Linked DNA regions of Gossypium hirsutum: region 2 is linked to region 1. The links are chromatin contacts, called in public Hi-C maps. All regions are on one chromosome and are shown on one strand. The core of a region is the stretch at or near the end of the contact, and the rest is flanking DNA. Distances in the headings are between cores, read along the strand shown.

Evidence for each region. Hi-C and Micro-C count contacts between places; a contact is called where the count stands out from the background.
Region 2: a contact with region 1 is called in a Hi-C map of leaf, with 3 times the contacts expected there. The contact joins the promoter of LOC107899261 here to the promoter of LOC107898498 in region 1. A contact is called at or near these places in 2 of 34 Hi-C or Micro-C datasets (both in leaf).

The regions. Positions count from the first base shown.
Region 1 is chrD04:43,248,121-43,252,157 of Gossypium_hirsutum_v2.1, reverse strand. LOC107898498 (60S ribosomal protein L4) reads left to right here and starts at 2,787. Exons shown (of 2, transcript XM_016823963.2): 1 at 2,787-4,037. The coding sequence starts at 2,935.
Region 2 is chrD04:43,510,380-43,514,274 of Gossypium_hirsutum_v2.1, reverse strand. LOC107899261 reads left to right here and starts at 1,570. Exons shown (of 4, transcript XM_016824931.2): 1 at 1,570-1,970; 2 at 2,061-2,181; 3 at 2,292-2,626; 4 at 2,833-3,114. The coding sequence starts at 1,930. The coding sequence ends at 2,851.

The DNA of each region.
Region 1 (4,037 bases), core at 1,538-4,037:
CCCGACCCAGCCTGAAATATGGGCCTGAAATTTTGCCCAGGCTCGGCCCGGGAAAAATATCATAAGCCTGAGCCCGGCCCATTTTTTAATAAACATTAAAAAGTTATTTTAAAAATAAAAAAATAAAATTATTTTAAAATTATTTTAAAATTAAAAAATAAAAATAAAAATATATATTTATTATATAAGGGCCGGGCCCAGGCCAAAAAAGTGGTGCCCGAGGCCCGGCCCGTTTTTTAAACAGGCCTCGTTTTTTTACCCAATCCCATATTTCGGGCCTATATTTTTACCCGAACCCTCTCATATTTCGGGCGGGCCGTCGGGCCGGGCCGAGCCGCCCGGCCCATGGACAGGTCTACTTCGATCACCCACAAAAAGTTTTTTTAATAATTGAAGGTGATTTTAAAGCTATCAAGATGATTTTTATCGTATTCTACAATTTTATTTAAATTGTTTTAAATCTTAAGTTATCATAAAATTCCTATTTTTCTTAACTTGAATGACATTGATTTAAGTCGATAAACTTCAAACACTTAGTATATGGTTTAGATATGTCCAAACCTTAAAAAAATTATTAAATATAATTTTAAAAATGTACTCAAGCTTCTTGAATGGTTGAGATATGCTTTAAAGAATTTTTGTTAAGCTTTCAAATGATATTTCTTAAAAGAAAATATTTGTACAAGTTAAGAAAACGTTTCGAAATGTCTCCTAATTATACCGATGATCAAGACGAGTATAAGATGTTATAAATTATCACAATTATTATTGTTATGAATAAACAGCTATAAATCTAAGATTATTGGTATTTTCAAACATGAGATGATGTTTCTAATCTAGTGAAAGATACTTAAAAACTTGAAAAAACATTTTTTTTTCTTATGGAATGGTAGCTTATTAATTATTTCCTTGACCAATGAAATGCTGGCATACGTTAGAAGATCTTATTACTAATTATTCTTCACTAGTTTTTATTTTTGAACAATCTTATTATAGATTCCAATCCCACAGTTCCTCTCCAACTCATAAATAGGAGGATAATACGCTTCAGTGCACTCAAACCCATTTTCTCCTGCATTGACAACAATATTTATGTCAATCGAGTTAAAACTCAATCAACTATTTTTCACTAATTTTAAATTTATGTAACAAACACATATTCCGAAATATATATATAAATATATATAAATATAAAAGGGCGTAATAATTGTTTAGGGCTTGAAGGCATGTGTGTTGTATAGTGATTGAATATAGAATTGATGTTACCTAAAGGGTTGATATCAAGGTCTTTACCATTTCACTCAAGATTTAGTTGACAGTTTAAATTTATTTTTAAATATGTAAAATGTGGGATATACTGCTCTTCTCCCTTCCCGTATGAAATTATATCCTATTAATCAATATTTTATTTATTTCATTATAATTGTTTATTTTAAAATAAATATTTTTGGTAGATCTTTTTAGCAATTTTAAAATGTGTTTGTTTTGTTATTTTAATATTTTTCTATGTTTGTTTTATGAAAAATAATTTGGTCAATAAAAAATGACTTACTAATTAACGAAAAATAATTCATATTTTCTTAAAGTTTTGAAGAACATGAATCATTTAAATAAAACTTATAAATAACTTAATTTTTATATAAAATCTAATTTGAATAAAGTCGAATATTGTTACAATAAATTTTTATTTTGAAATTTTAATATATCTAAAAAATATAATATTAATTTTAAATATTATAATTTTCAATATTATTAAACATACATATTTATATTTAATAATATTCTAATAAAATTATTTAAAATTACAATTTTAATTTTAATAATAAATTTTAACATTAAAAATAATTTTAAATTTAAATATATACTTAATATTTTATATTAATATTTTAATAATATATACAAAAATTTATAAATATTTAGTAGGAACTATTTTTTTAGATTATAATAAATTTTTTGAACTATAAAATGCATATTATAATTTAAATTCCACTTAGCTTTATGCATCATTTCGAGCTCCAATGCACTGTTATCCATTTATATATTAACTTTTTTTTTTTTTGTATTCACATGTGTGAGTTTAAGACCAATTCTCTTCTGGTTGAAGTGAAATTCAAATAAAACATTCCTAACAATGAGGACTACGAGATTCGAACTTAGTCCAAATACTTGGGGGAAGAACTCTACTTTTACTTCTCCCAACCACTTATTGGTACTTCAAATTAAATTTTAATTAGACACTGATTATTATTAAAGGTATATGAGATATTAATTATTATAAAATATTATTTTATTATAAAATAAATTTCGGTTGTCAAATAGAAATATTTTTATAATATTTTGTAACAAATATAATTCATGTTATGTTTATTTCATTGAAAATAACTTAAAATCTTTTTACCAACTATGGAAGTTAGGTGAGATGGTAAGAGTCTCTCCTACCTTAACCAGTGGTCGAGGGTTTGATCCTCGCTCTGGGTATGGAGCAACTTAAAACTTGTGGCTAGCATTTATCCCCTTAATGAGCCTACAAAATGTGGAAGATTAGTTACAGGACTTACTCCGGTAGATGCCTTAAGAAATAAAAATAAATAAATTTACTAAAAATAAAAAATACTTTATGCAAAATCATTCAAACATTAGAAGATATTATTTTTTTTTAAAGAAGTAATATATTTTTTAGAAATAATTTTTAAGGAAAGAAACAAATATAATTAATTAATTTGGACGGGCTGTCCTATGATGGACCCATAAAGTACATTAAGCTTTGAGTCAGAGTTATTATATTCGGGTCAGCAGCCCAAAATTAGTTACCCATCGGCCCTTTTCCTAATAAAACAGAATATAAATAATCCACACTTCTCAAAACCCTAGCGCTCCTCCCTGTTCTTCATTCTACTCCATCTTCACTCCCCCTCCTCACCCAAACCCTACAAAATGGCCGCCGCCGCGCGCCCTCTTGTCTCCGTCCAAACCATAGAGTCCGACATGGCTACTGATGCCACTCCAACCGTTCCTCTCGCTGATGTGATGAAAGCCTCGATTCGACCCGACATCGTCACCTTCGTTCACGACAATATATCCAAAAACAGCCGTCAACCCTATGCCGTCTCCAAACGCGCTGGTCACCAAACTTCAGCTGAATCCTGGGGTACCGGTCGTGCCGTCTCACGTATCCCTCGTGTTCCTGGTGGGGGTACTCACCGTGCAGGCCAAGGTGCTTTCGGAAACATGTGTCGCGGTGGACGCATGTTTGCTCCTACCAAGATCTGGCGCCGCTGGCACCGGAAAATCAACGTTAACCAGAAGCGTTACGCCGTTGCTTCTGCCATCGCCGCCTCCGCTGTTCCTTCCCTCGTCATGGCACGTGGCCACCGCATTGAGGCTGTACCGGAGATGCCGCTGGTCATTTCTGACGCTGTTGAGAGCGTTGAGAAAACCTCGGGTGCAATCAAGGTTTTGAAACAGATCGGAGCATATCCTGATGTTGAAAAGGCTAAGGACAGCCAAGGAATCCGACCCGGAAAAGGAAAAATGAGGAATCGGAGGTACATTTCCCGTAAAGGTCCTTTGATTGTTTACGGAACTGAGGGAGCTAAGCTTGTTAAAGCCTTCCGTAACATTCCTGGAGTGGAGGTTGCCAACGTGGAGAGGCTTAATCTGTTGAAACTGGCACCTGGTGGTCACCTTGGAAGGTTCATTATTTGGACCAAATCGGCTTACGAGAAGCTGGATACGATTTACGGGTCATTTGATAAGCCTTCTGAGAAGAAGAAAGGGTACGTACTGCCTCGATCTAAGATGGTGAATGCTGATCTGGGTAGGATTATCAACTCTGATGAGGTGCAGTCGGTTGTGAAGCCCATTAAGAAGGAGATCAAGAGGGCACCTTTGAAGAAGAACCCACTCAAGAACTTGAATGCTATGCTGAAGTTGAACCCATATGCGAAGACTGCTAGGAGGATGTCTCTTTTAGCCGAGGCACAACGTGTTAAGGCTAAGAAGGAGAAGCTTGACAAGAAGAGGAAGCCCATTTCTAA
Region 2 (3,895 bases), core at 321-2,820, 260 kb before region 1:
CTCGTTTAATTTGATGTTTTTTTTTTTATTATTCTCATATTTTACTTTCATTTTAATATTTCACCATTCTTATTATTTTGAATGTAAAAATATTATAAAGGTCCCTATATTAAAAGTCGGATTACATTTTGTTCCTTTTACTCAAAAAATGATAAACTAATCATTGTCTGCTAGATCAAAGAGCAAACTTTTCCTTTGGTTAAAAGTTTTGTCTATTTCTACTTTTAAAAATTGGTCGGGATAAGGTACATGTGGCATGCCATGTGTCACTATCTAATTATTCTCTCAACCACGCTAACTTTTTATGGTACAAATGGACAAAAATTTTTAATAAAGGGCCAGTTTAGTCTTTAATCTAATATAAAATGACTAATTTACAACGACAAAATGCAATTTAAATCCTTGTACTTTTCACCTTATTTTGAATCTCATCTTGGGGTAAGATAGCTTGAAGATATAAAAAAACTAGTCCACTCAGGCATTAATTGATGGGCTCATTGGGTAAGAATATGAGGGTCAAATGGACCAAACTCGGGTTTACTAACCCTGCTTCAGTTGGGCCTCCTTTCCTTCAATGTCCGAGGTCCAGGAGATGATGATGAGTGTACTTAAAGCTGTAGGATTTGGGTATTCATATCCATCACAGGGAAAGATATGTTGGTACAGATAACATATATATATATATAAAGAAACAGTGTAAAATAAGTAAAACTGGGTTTGTTTGAGTGAAGTGAAAGCCAATTTCCCATTCTCTGGAATCATGTAATTATAATTATGCCATATGATTATACTCCATTTTCACTTTATTGCCCATGCCCATGCCTTTATTAATTATATAAGAATTGGGATAATTAAAAGAGAGAGAGAGAAGGAAAGAAAAAGATATATGAGGGGGATCACGTGACAGAAGCAGGTAGAAAGCCCGTGATGTTATTTCAAAATTTGAATGCTTGTAATAATAAATGCTACGCATGTCATATTATCTGTTGTTTCCTAGGGTATTTATTTTATAACATCTAATTTCTACGTTTGAATATACATCTTTGAGACAATTTTGATTGCTGTTTCCAATCATATCTAAAATTAAACCAAAATCGGAATAATGAATCCAAGATACTAAATGTGCCGTAAATTTGTAACTCTACTAAAAAAAGGTAAATTAATCTTTATTCATTGAATTAAAAAATAAATTGATCTATTTTTACTATTTAAACCTGTTATGTCAAACAAAAAAACCAAACAGTAATATGTTGCATGTCTCGTATATCTTATGCTGATATATAAAAACTTATTTTTAACCATAAAAATAAATGAAATTTCAAAAAAAAATTAATTTAATTGATCAAGTGCAATTCAATCCTTAAATAAAAATGGAAAAAGAGAGGAAGGTTGGACGTAAAAAAACCTCCTTATGCTAACGTAAAATACAAAATGGAATTAAAACAAGACTAATGAGATAAAAATAAAGAAATATAAATAAAGTTGGGGTTGAAATTCCATATTCTGTCTAAAATTTACAAAGATTAAATTACTTATATATATTTTTGAAGTATCTGATATTTTTACCGTAAATGGACACATTCTATAGTTCAGTGGATGAAATATATAAAGCCAATTGAGGGGACGACGGGAAAGAGTCCAAGCAAGCCTTGATCTTGGATTTCCAACACTGCTAGCTGACTGAGGTTTTTTTTTTTTTTGGATGGAGCCATCGGTAAAGATTCTTCTTTCCAAGTGGGAAACATAAACAAATTTCAAATTTTGAAACAAAAAAAAAAAGGTGAAAAACAAGAAGAAGAACACCATTGCTTACTGCAGGCTAAAGCTTACTTTTGTTGCCATTTTTTTGTACAATCTTCTTAGTCAACTCTGATCTGTTGTTGGTGACATTCAAGAATCGAAGTCATTGCAAGTTAAGATCAGTGTACAATGCAAATGGTTGCTTGCAACAAAGAAGACATCAAATGCAGGTGGGTTCTTCATTTTTCTTTTTCTTTTTCTTTTTCAAGTTGTGATTGTCGCCTGCTTCAGAATCTAAGGTGGGTTTCCTTGTGTTTTAGTGAAAAGAGAGTGGGAGGAGATGATGGGATGAGAACTGTAGAATGCTTGAGAGGGAGGCTCCTTGCTGAGAGACAAGCATCAAAGATTGCAAAACAAGATGCTCAACTTATGGAAAGTAAGGTCAGTTTTTTGATCTTTCAATTTGGGTTTTGAACATTTTGATTATGTTTTGAAGAGCAAAGATCTGAATTTTTTGTATGACGTTTGTTTTGTTGTTGTTGAATCTGCAGCTGCTAGAACTTGAGAACAAGCTGAAAGAAGAGACCAAGTTACGGAACAAAGCAGAGAAGAGGTTCAAGTTGTTGAAGAAGAAGCTTGAATCCCTAAAAATATTGCCCAATTTAGATGAATCAGAGAAGTCAAGTTCATCTGAGAGCTCTACAGTCTCTAGTGTTTCATCTGCAAGCAGTTCAGGTACTCAACACCCTCAAGATGCAGTCCCAGAAATCTTAAAAAATGTGGAGGGAAGTGCATCAGACGCCAATCCATCCATAAAAAGCTTTGAAATTTGTTCCAATGAAGAAAATTCAACTCCTCCAGGGACTAGTACTAAATCTGATACAAGGTACTCACTTTGATTCCCTCATTTCTACTCCTATCCCTAGTGTAATACACTATAATCAAGATCATTTAATACCATTCATTTGATCAGTTGTTCAAGCTTGAAAGCTTCAACAATGGAGATTAACATGATGAATGGAAGAAATGAGACTAGTGAGGATGATGAGTATGTTGATAACTCATTGGCATTAGTTCCTTTGAATCTCCCAGAAACCAAGGTAGCACTTGAGATAAACATAGAAGTGAGCAAAAGTATAGGTGAAGTTCTTGATAATCTAAGGCATGCCAGGGAAAGAATTCAGAGCACAATGGAAAGAAGACAAATGATTAGGGTTGGGGCCATCTTGAATTAATACATGTAAACACCAATTATTGTCCCATTTTAGATAATAAAACAGCAAGTGACAGATGTTTTGTTTGCTTGCATTGGAGCAAAATGGCATGACATATATAATGTAAAAGTGCATAATATATTAGCTTGTAGTTTGTATATTTATATTACCTTGATAAGATTAGTTTGTTGGTGGTAAAAGGTTCCCTTTCATAGCATGTGAGGTAGGGGATGTGAGTACATTGAGTTGGCCCCCAAAGTTTGGCCACATCAACTTTTTCATATCCTCCTCCACTTTAGCTCACAAGTGAGGTGAAAATGGTTGGATCAGATTTCAGGGTCGCATTTGGGTCACTCTTATTTTAAATAACTTTGTAATGATTTCATCACTAGACTACTTTTTCTTTACAAAACAAAAAGAAAACAGGGTTGAGAGAGTGTGCCTCTTATGGTTTCCCTCCATTGCCTTGGCTCTTGTTTTGTTTACTCACTGGTGTCACATAATCAACTTGCAGTCTAAAGTGGTTGGAAAATCTTAGCAATGCTTACAAACCAATTCTTGAAAAGCCCAAAACAATGAGAGTGTAATAATGAAGTATAGGCTTAAACCTTGTTTAAGCAAAACAAAAGTGATGGATGGAAATCCGACAAACATGAATACACGTATTCCCTCGCCTCGTCTATTATTGCAGTCTGGTCGGTGCCAGGATTCACATGCACCTTATCACGTGTTTCATTTCACTCGTCTACTATTTCATATGTTGGAATCAATTTTGAGGATATAATAACTATAACCATTTTGCACTGATGAATATCATATATTTTATTTCTACTTCTTTTTAATGTCTTTCGATTTTTATTTATAAAAAAAATAGTATGTTTGTAAAGATACAACTACCCAACACATATATCGATTTGAATATTCACAACTCTTAATTATAT